Regions from separate parts of the Zea mays genome. Here region 2 is linked to region 1. The links are chromatin contacts, called in public Hi-C maps. All regions are on one chromosome and are shown on one strand. The core of a region is the stretch at or near the end of the contact, and the rest is flanking DNA. Distances in the headings are between cores, read along the strand shown.

Region 1 (4,995 bases), core at 1,441-3,940:
AGGTAGTCGCTGTGGGGGACATATATCCCCCGGGTCCATTAGAAGGCGAAAACCCTGCTCGAGGCCACAAGCTAGTTGCCCTGCAAGGTCGCCGCATCGTGGGACGGGCAAAGACTACAGTTGAAATGGGTCGACCCAAGAAGGCGATGGCTTAAGTCCGGATCGTTCGTGGGATTAGGCATGATCCCGTGGAAGCTGTTCGTTTTTCCCGCACCCGACGTCCTCACACACCAGGGATAGCTCGGAACGGAGCCACCGGGTGTTCCTCAGGATAAGCAAAGTATGTTCGCAATTAGCTAGGAGATAAGCTGGAAGAGTGTGATCAACATGTGCGCAGGGAGTGCCCTACGGTCATGTATATAAGGCCTAGGGGGAACCCCATCATTTTCATCTCATTAGCATCTCTCCATTCAGGAGACACCACTTGTAAACACACCATACATATAAAGCCACACCAGGAAGTAGGGTATTACGCCCTTCAAAGCGGCTCGAACCTGTAGAAAATCGCCCGACTCTCTCTTCCTCGTGCCCACGACACGAACCATCGAGTTACGATCTATGACACCGTCCTACCCGAAAGCACCACGAGGGTACCCCCGGGGGTGCGGTCGGACATTAAACACCGAAAGTCGCATTCTCTCGCCCTTCTCGGACTGATGCCTGGTGCGAGTGCCTCTTGGTTTGGAGCTGCTCCGGCTGGGCTTCTTTCTTCGCTTGCTTGCTCTCTCCCTATATGTATCTAGCGGTATACTACCTATGTCGCCTCTAGATGTCTAGGTATTTGTCGTGTCCTTCTCCGGCAATGAACATGTATGCTCGCCTCTTCCCTTCCCTTTCTGCTCTACGAAACCTTAGAAGTGGGGGAGGCGAGGGATGAGGGTCACTAATTTGCTGTCTATGGTACCTATTCAATGGCTTGGCATCGCCTGTCTACATGGCCTTTTCCTTACCACGGTGTTGACTCGGTATGCTTCTACCGCTTTTATGTACCTGTAACCCATCCTTCTGTCATTACAAAAATTATTGTGTTGTTCCTCTGTTGTTTTGGGTGTTAGTTTTTTGTTGTGCTAAGGACTGAACATAAATTGGGTGTGTTAATACTTTATTTATTATCCGCACATGGTTTGTGTTATTCTGATGATGGCTCATGAATCCTGTAAAATATGTGTTAGGATTTGAAGATCTATGCGGGCACTACCACAGGGTGCTCATCTCTTGTGTTCTTGGCTCTTACAAGCATTAGGTCGTTTCTGAGACCACATTGGCGCAATGGACTCCATGGTGTTTGAAGTTGCTGAATTGGATAAAGCAACAATGATTTGTCACACTAACAGTAAAACAAAAAGTTATTTGTTGGTTTTAAATGTTAGTAATTGCTACGAAGTACAATAATTTGTATAGAGCGCATCCCGTTTAGCAACCACTCCATATTTTGATCTATCTTTTTTTATAAGTTTGAGTTCATGTGACTTATTTTAGAAACTTGAACTCACAAACTTCCTCTTGTTTGGTCTCTGTATGGTGGAATTATGTCATTCTATAATCTCTTTCGTTTATTCAGTCGTTGTGAACTCTCTTCTAATTGCTCCCTTCATTGACCGTGTTGTACCAAGATATATTGGATAGAGTAAACAATAACATGAGTTAGTCAAATCAAAAAATATTATGCGGAGAGCGGAGACAAAATCAATAAAAAATCTTGAAATCTTTTTATGAATAGTTTACGCGAGTATTGTTTTGAGCCGTCACAACGCACGAACAACCGACTAGTATATATATAATGTGTCGCTGTCAAAAGGAACCAGTTGAACGGGTAACTCAATTATCACTGTTTTTTATATGCATATTATTACTTTTATTTATATCAAACTTTTCTGTCTGAACCATTATTATTTTAATAAGATTGTATAGATAAACAACATAAGGTTAATAGTTTAGATTTCAATGTGTAGAATAATTTCATAATAATATTTCACGTGTTGCGAACTACTATATGCAATTTTAAAATTAATGGTTAAAGTTAGAAATGTTTAGTTAGAATAAACTTAAGGGTTGTTTATTAGTAAGGATAATGTAGGAGATTAAGAGTGTTAGAATTATTTACTATTCAATTTTGAATAGTAAGTAGTCACTCAATCGTCTGTATCAATCTTGCTCTTAAACAAGCCCTTTAAAAAGGGGAAGACGTATTATCCATATTGTCATTGCTTTAGTACTTGACGGTTGTCACCTCCAGTCCGGCGGAGGCGATTCCTATCTTTTAAAACGAAAGCAGCGCACTTTCGCCGCTGGGGAGAGCATCCACGTCACCATGATATTTATATACCGTTGATCTATCCTTTGATACAATGTCATCCGTCAGATAACATCCATACAGCAAGGGCCCCTCTGGAAATCTCCAGAAACTGAAACGTGGCAAACGCTGAAAGGGTCTAAAGCTATATAAAAAAGAAAGTGCATGCACATGTCGGCCAGAGTGGAACCCACATAGGAAAGATAAAGGTAAGAAAAAAAAGTAGAAATAGAAAAAGAAGAGGAAGAGTCACAACAGCGCACATATATAAAAAAAGGAAAGTGACTGCCGAGACGTATAGCTAACCCAGACCCAGCTTGAGGAAGAAAAAAGTAAAAAAAAAGGAAGGAGAGGAATAGTCACAACCGGATCATCAAAGACAAAAAGGTATGAATCAAAGCTTTAGCAAAACATTTGCATGTAGATTTTCCATTGCCTTCTGTGTTTTTATTATGAACAAAAGCCAGTACAATAACAAAGTTGGTTTCCATTTGAAATAGCTAAATATATTCATGTGACATTCATCACCTGCTCATTTCTAATTTTTTATCAATGAAAGACAAAACACCTCCATATCATTGCCTTTTTCTTCTCGAAATGTATCTCCGCATTCCCTTTGCCAGTATAGAGACAACAACGACTAGACCCAACCTTTTTTCTTGAAGTGGCTTAGCATTAATCTTCTCCATTTCATGGATGGATTTATAGTAGTTAAGAGACTTCTTCTTATTCAATCAGCTTGACCGGTTTCCTTTCCATCTAGCACACCCTTCTTCATGTTCACTGTTTATGTCCATTTCCCATCTTCCATGTAAAAACAGACTTAGCAGCACATCTCCTTGTCGCTAAACATGTTTGTGGCAACAGAATGAAGTACCTTTTGTGATCGATCATCATATTTAAATTGTACAAAGTCTGCTTCAAGCTCAAGATTAGATTCAACAATCTCTTCATCAAGCTTATGTGGCTCAAGAGTGATATCCCTTATATATCGTCATCAATATCATCCATTGAAGATCTTTGCAACATGAAATTGTGTCTTAATAGTGAAAGACTGAAGAAAGGGCCTTTAACTCTAAAAAAGATAAATAATGAGGAAAATCAATATGACAATAGCTCTTAAAAGTGACCTTCAATCAACAATGACAGACTATGAGAAAGTATAAAAATAAAGGTTGGAACGAAAGCATCAAAAATTTAAACAAGAAGTAGAATATTGGGTGCAATCCAACCAATGTATAACGAATATTTGCATATAGCCTACATAATCTAAATGACGAGATAAGCCTTGATGTTGTAGAGCGGCGTACCTTATGAATGACAAGATAATCCTTGATGTTGTAGAGCGAGGTACCTGGGCTCTACATATGCTCAAATATGTACCCTCTCTTCTATTTCAAAACACCTCTCTTCTGTTTTAGAACACCACACTAAGTATTACCAAGTGCAATTTCATATCTTATGTTTCAGAACACCTATCTTATGTTTTAGAACACCAAGTTAAGTATTACAAAGTGCATTTCCAATGGTCTAAATCTCCATAGTATGTGAATAGCATTAGTATAAATAAAGACATAACACTGGCTAATAAAAGCAGTATTTGTAACATTCAATTGTACTATGCATGTAACTATAGCTTTAATTTAGTTGTGTGCATTTCAATGTATAGTCATTGCATATAATATTTTTTGTACAATTCATTGGTTACTAACAGTATATTTTCATTTTATCTTTTTGGACCCATGCATCCATCACATAGGATATAGACATGGGGAAAATAATAAGAAGTCATAAACAAGGCATTGATATTGACCACCCTACGAAAAGAAAAAGAAGTGAGCAAGTCTTACAGAGCAGTAACTTTTTTGGAGAAGAGAGTAAAATAAGACGCGGTGAAAGGATTAGAAAGAGGAAGATGTCTAAAAACTGTGAACCCTCCAACAAAAAGATCTGCATACAAAGATTTTTGAACTCCCATAATGGAATGGTTGATTTCCCATCCGAGTATATCCAGCAACTGAAAGAATCATACACTGACAGATCATACCTTGGTAAACTAGAATACAAATGTAGACACTGCGATGCAATTTTCTGGTTCAATGAACGCAATAAATCCATGACGAGACACAATAATCAGGAACCAATATATTCGAACTGCTGCAAAAATGGCAAAATCAGAATACCAAAATATAAAGAACCCCCAACTTTTCTTAATGAATTAATACAACGAAAAATGGACACAAGATGTAAACATTTTCTACAAAAAATAAGACAATATAATAGCATGTTTGCATTTACTTCCATGGGGGGAAATATTGATAAAAAAATAAATGATGGTGAGGGACCATATGTGTTTCGTGTCAATGGCCAAATACATCATCGAATAGGATCATTACTACCCTTACCAGACAATTGCCCCAAATTTGCAGAACTATATATTTTTGATACAAAGAATGAAATTGAAAATAGAATTAGGGCTCTAACAAATGAAGAACCAGGTGAGCAAGACATAGATCCAGAAATAGTGAGAGGGCTAAAAAAATGCTCGACGAATATAATCCATTAGTAAAAATATTCCGCCAAGCTCGTGATTTTCTCGAAGAACACAAAGGCATAGATGTAAGCATTAGAATAGTAGGCGCTGACGAAACTGATAGAATTCAATATGAGATGCCACATCAGGAAGAATTAGCTATGCTGAT
Region 2 (4,995 bases), core at 1,552-4,051, 540 kb before region 1:
GGTAACTTATTTGCAATTTTCGATCGACCCTACATTATTTTATGGATTTAATTGTATTTTGATGATTTTCTATGACAATAAATTAATAGATGTATAAATAGCCTCAAAAAATCATGAAATTTTACGGAGGCACAACATATGTTTATATATAACCATAAAAAATATTTGGATCATAAGATCTATAAGATGCACGTGTTTCTTCCATTTCACTTTCATTTAATTGTATGAGTTACATGTGAAATCACTGTAAGTATCCAAGTTTCAACATAATCAATACTTTACTTTATCGTTTTCATACGAGGACTTGAGTTATCTTCGTATAAAATGCTTATTAGTTTTTGTAACTTATTTGCAATTTTTGAGTGAAACTAGAATATTTTTTGAATTTTTAATATTGTGGTGTTGGTTCTACAATGTCCTCGTGATTAGTAACTTTGAACTGCATGATGTCAATTTTATCGGTTTCTTTTTCCTACATTTGATCTATCATATACATGATTATGTATTACTTAATTTATGTATTTGTTAGATGGTTGTACAATTAATATCATCGGGACAAACTACCCGACAATTATCCGGTACCTACCCGTGTAGTATGCGTTATCCGTTTCTTACCCACTCGTATTATTACCCGGTCTCGTCTTATATCCGTCTCGAATCTTAACTACCCGTGTCAGATCACGTATCCGAGAGAAATACGTTAAAGTAAAATACGAGATAACCCTGTATCTGTCTGTATCCGTCTCGTTTTTATCCTACGTGTCGCGGGCCTTCCCTCCCTCACGCCCCGTTTCAGTCTCGCGCTATGTGGAACTCGTCGTCCTCATGCCGCTTCCACGCCCTATTATCCTCCCTATGTGTGTTAGGAAGCCACGTGTGGGCCCGCAGGCAGTTGAGATCACAACCATCCAGCCACCAGTTGGTACTAGCCGTGCAGTGGACATAGAAGAGGGAGTGTGGCTTCCATCGGGTCGGCCGGATCGCACTCCCTCCCTTCCCTCACCTGATCGTTTACGTAGATGAGAAAGATTTCGTTTTCAATGAGAAGGTTAGGCCATGAGAAGCAGTGGAGGCAACCTGTGTGGCTCGGCCTACACGACGACAGACGATCAGTCTTAAGGTCGCGCGGTAACGACCGGTTGTAAGGTGATTTGAACATGGATAAAGAAGATTTAGAGAGTTTGTTGGTTTATCCCATCGTTTAAGAAGTTATCTATTTTTTAAATCCTCATAGAACTCTAACTCTAAATTTATCTAAGACTATAATTAGACTATTGGAGTTACTCTAACAGTCTACTAGTACGTAGTACCACTCGCTGCTACTGTACTCATAAGCACTAATCCTGGATCATTAGTTCATTACATCATCAGATCCTAAAAGCCCACATTTCTAAGATCCTTCTTTGGGCTCCACCATTAACAAAGACCAGCAGGCTTCACTAGAACTCCCCCATAGTCCCATGCATCCAACATTGCTAGGACTCCATTAGGGTTGGTTAATTAGACACGAGGCTACAAATAACCATGACTGATTAGCACTAACTTGACTAGGACTGCGGCGAGCCGCCACTCGCCGTCGACGGTTGGACGCGGAAGTCATCGGCGGCGGTGCCTTCGATGTTGAAGTTAGAGTGGACAGGCACGGGCGGTGGAGCGGATGGGTGGGCAACGACGGCTGCTGCTGGGGCGCCATCGCCGTGGGAGGAAGGGTAGACAGCGGCGGCGTCGGACCTTTGCTGCATGGCCGGGTTGGCCGCGGCAGCAGAGGCTGAGGCTGAGGCGCTGCGGCGCGCGCTGTGGCCGCCCACGAAGTTGTGCTTGTTGTTGTGCATCCAGACCTTGAAGACGCCCTTGCTGACGCCGATCTCCTGGCAGCACTGGTCCACCGCCGCCTCGTCGCACTTCTGCAGCCGCCAACCCAGTCGCGACGACAGAGCCTGCATCCTCTGCTTCTGCTCCGGGCTGAACTTCGTGCGGGACCGCTTCCTCGCCGCCGCCGCCGCGGCGGCGGCGGCACCGGGAGCAGTCGCGGGCGCCGGCATCGGGCCCACGGAGGTGGGCGGGGGCGGCCGCGGCGCCGCTGCGGGGGTTTGGGGGCTCGGCGCGCCGATGATCAGCGCGAGGAGCGTGTGCGTCGTGGCCTGGCGGTAGCCGGGCGACACAATTGCCGCCTGCGCCGGCATCGGCGACAGCGGGCGGTCCTCGTAGAAATCCGAGCTCGCGTCCGACTCCTCCGCCTCGTCGTCGAATGCGGCCGGCAGGCGCGCCTCCTCGCCGCGCATCGTGCGGCGGCTGTCACGCATTACGTGCGACGCGACAGCCGGCGCCGGCGCCAGTGGTGGCGGCAAGGCGAGGAGAGGCGGTGGCAGTGGCAGCTCGACGAGCCGGCGGTGGAAGTTGCGGTGGCATCCGCACGCGGCGCACCTGAGCGAACTCGGGTCCGCCCGGTCGGCCTCCGGCGACGGCATGAATTCGCCGCACCCGTCCAGGGCGTGACCTCCCAGGCTCGCCGCGTGGTTCTTGAGGCACTCGCGGTACACCCACGTCTCTCCGCCGGCCGCCACCCTGAGCCTCGTCTTCTTGGTCGCCGATGACACGCCGCCGTTCGGGAACAGCGGCTCGTACTTGAGGTCGACCGTCGCCTCCATCCTTTCCCTCGCGCCCTTCTTCTCGGAGAGAGACGGCGTCACCACTGTCTGCAGCAGAGCACGCCCACACAACGGAAGATTACCGCTTGCGCCTTGGCTGTTTTGTCCCGGAGGACAGCGAGCCAGCGACAAAGGACGAGGGGACAAAAGCAAAACTACAGGTAGGGCGGTGAAGAGAAGCGGGTAGGTATTTCCTTATTATTAAAGCAGCAAGGAAACGTGGCCTGATAGCCCATCCACGTTATCAGAAAAACATCTAGTCGTCCGATTACGTATCAACGGTTCCACACAATACCTCCCAGGCAGCCTTCTCGCGCTGTGCCGCGAAGCTTCCAGGAGCCGCGCGCGCGTAGCTTTGCCTCAGGCGCCGCCGCGCCGGTTCAGTAGGTCACCCCCACCCCGCGCGGAGGTCAGCTTCGTCGCACGCACGCCCCACCACACGTAGCTTCAACCCCCGCCGTCAGCTCGGTAGGTCACCGCCCAACCCTCTCCCCCCGGCGCCGGCTCGACAGGTCACCCCAACGCTCAGGGCCTCCCACCGGCGTCGCCCATGGGCAGTTCCAAGCCATCAGCGTGCTAGCTGCTGGGGATACCAGGAGGGGGGCACCGTCACCGTTCCTGCCGCCGTTCGGCCAGGTCGTCGAGGACAATCCAGCAACAAGGCAATGACCTAACCATCCAAAGCTTTTTTTTTCCTTTTATTTTTTGTCGTCGGTGTCGACAATGATGAGTAACAGCAACTGCTAGAGCCCCAGTGCCATCCTCTTCCCCCTTGTCGTTGCCGTCGCCAGGAATCCCATCCTCTCCCCCACAAACGCCGCTGCTATGCCCGCGTCGACCATCCTCCGCCTGCACGCGCTGTCTCTTGTAGCGGAGCGCTGGCTCTCCTCCAGCTGCCCTGAACTGCAGGCTCAGAACCGCGTCACCACTCGACGCGTCTTGGTCTCCCGCCTGTCCGCGTGGTCACAGCAGCAGGTTCTGGCAGTTCCGTCTACCTCACCATGCGGTCACTGCAGCAAGCTCCAGCAGCTCCGCCAGATTGGTCGCCCTCTTGTCTGCGTTTATTTGTTTCTGTTTTCTCCCTGAAGTGAACTGTATTATCTGGTCTCGGCTCTGCAAGCGATGAGGTGAGGTATGGAGGGAATTTAGGCGACATGGTGAGGTATCAGGTAGTTAGTTTTGGTCCATGGTTATGTATTGAAAGCCACAATCGTCATTTGATATTAAAATCAAACTAAGAAGACCATAGTTGCTGATAATTGACTTGAAATATATACAAAAAAATACTCAAAGCTGCTACGATCAATTGAATGTTGCTCCATGTTTTTAAATTTTTTTGTACATCTATGCCAAACTAAATGACAACAAATAGTTATGCTTATTGCTATCGAAATAGAGCTTAAAGCAGATTAAGCATTCCAAACTTTTCTCTTGAAATTACGTTTGCCGCCATGAAAACAGTTATTCCGTGCATATGTGTGTGAACCAATTCAGCGGCGAGAGCAAGCCGGTGACCCTTCCACTTGGCAGGTAAGAAGTTACACGCTCCGCGCTTGGAATTTGTTCTAATGATCTTTAGGAGTATGAATATCCTCTAGGTGCACTCTGCTGCAGTTTTTAGTTCTATGAATTTGTTTATTGTGATATTTATAGCTTATGTGATGTTCAGATGATCTGACTCCCGGAAGACGTCCTAATTGGGATGAAGGCTCGAGGTAATTTGGATATCAGCTTAGTTCCAGTTCTAGGCAACATAGTAAATTCCATTTTTTATTATAATGATGTGAATCTTGATGGTTTGATATTAGGACAATCATTTTATTCTAACCTTTTTCATGACATGGTGTATACTATGCAGGCAAGTGGAGGTATCTAATCTCTTTTAAAGTAGGCTACATCAGTGAGACATTGCAGCTTATACGAGTCTTCAAAGATTTCCTAATTTTGATGAATGCTCGAGGTGATTTGGATATTAGCCTAGTTCCAGTTCTATGCGGCATAGTAAATCATGTTTTTTTTCTTATAATGATGTGAATCTTGATAGCTTGACACTATGGTTTTAGAACAATCATTTTACTCTAACCTTTTTCATGACTTGGTGTATACTGTGCAGGCAAGAGGAGGTCTCTAATCACTTCTGAAGTAGGCTATTTCATTGAAACAACATGCTTTCTTCGATAAACAAACTATAGTCAGCTCCCCCAAGTTCTTCAAGAAAATATACAACATAGTATTTAAACATGCCGCTTAGCTGCATAAATAAAAGATTGTACATTCAGCAATCATATTCTATTCAACAATGTGTTTATGTCCATGTATGGTAATTTGTATACAAAGAGCATAATTT

What was found. A called contact is a pair of places that touch in the nucleus more often than the background predicts.
Region 2: a Hi-C map of tassel shows a contact between it and region 1, with 2.7 times the contacts expected there. The contact joins the promoter of LOC103653493 here to the promoter of LOC103653486 in region 1. A contact is called at or near these places in 2 of 25 Hi-C or Micro-C datasets (ear and tassel).

Annotation. Positions count from the first base shown.
Region 1 is chr4:88,185,322-88,190,316 of Zm-B73-REFERENCE-NAM-5.0, reverse strand. It overlaps LOC103653486, which reads left to right and starts at 2,690. Exons shown (of 2, transcript XM_008680376.3): 1 at 2,690-3,367; 2 at 3,603-4,995. The coding sequence starts at 3,255. The coding sequence ends at 3,714. It overlaps LOC103653487 (replication protein A 70 kDa DNA-binding subunit A), which reads left to right and starts at 2,474. Exons shown (of 9, transcript XM_035967298.1): 1 at 2,474-2,680.
Region 2 is chr4:88,729,571-88,734,565 of Zm-B73-REFERENCE-NAM-5.0, reverse strand. It overlaps LOC103653493 (zinc-finger homeodomain protein 10), which reads right to left and starts at 2,801. Exons shown (of 1, transcript XM_008680387.3): 1 at 1,311-2,801. The coding sequence starts at 2,648. The coding sequence ends at 1,548.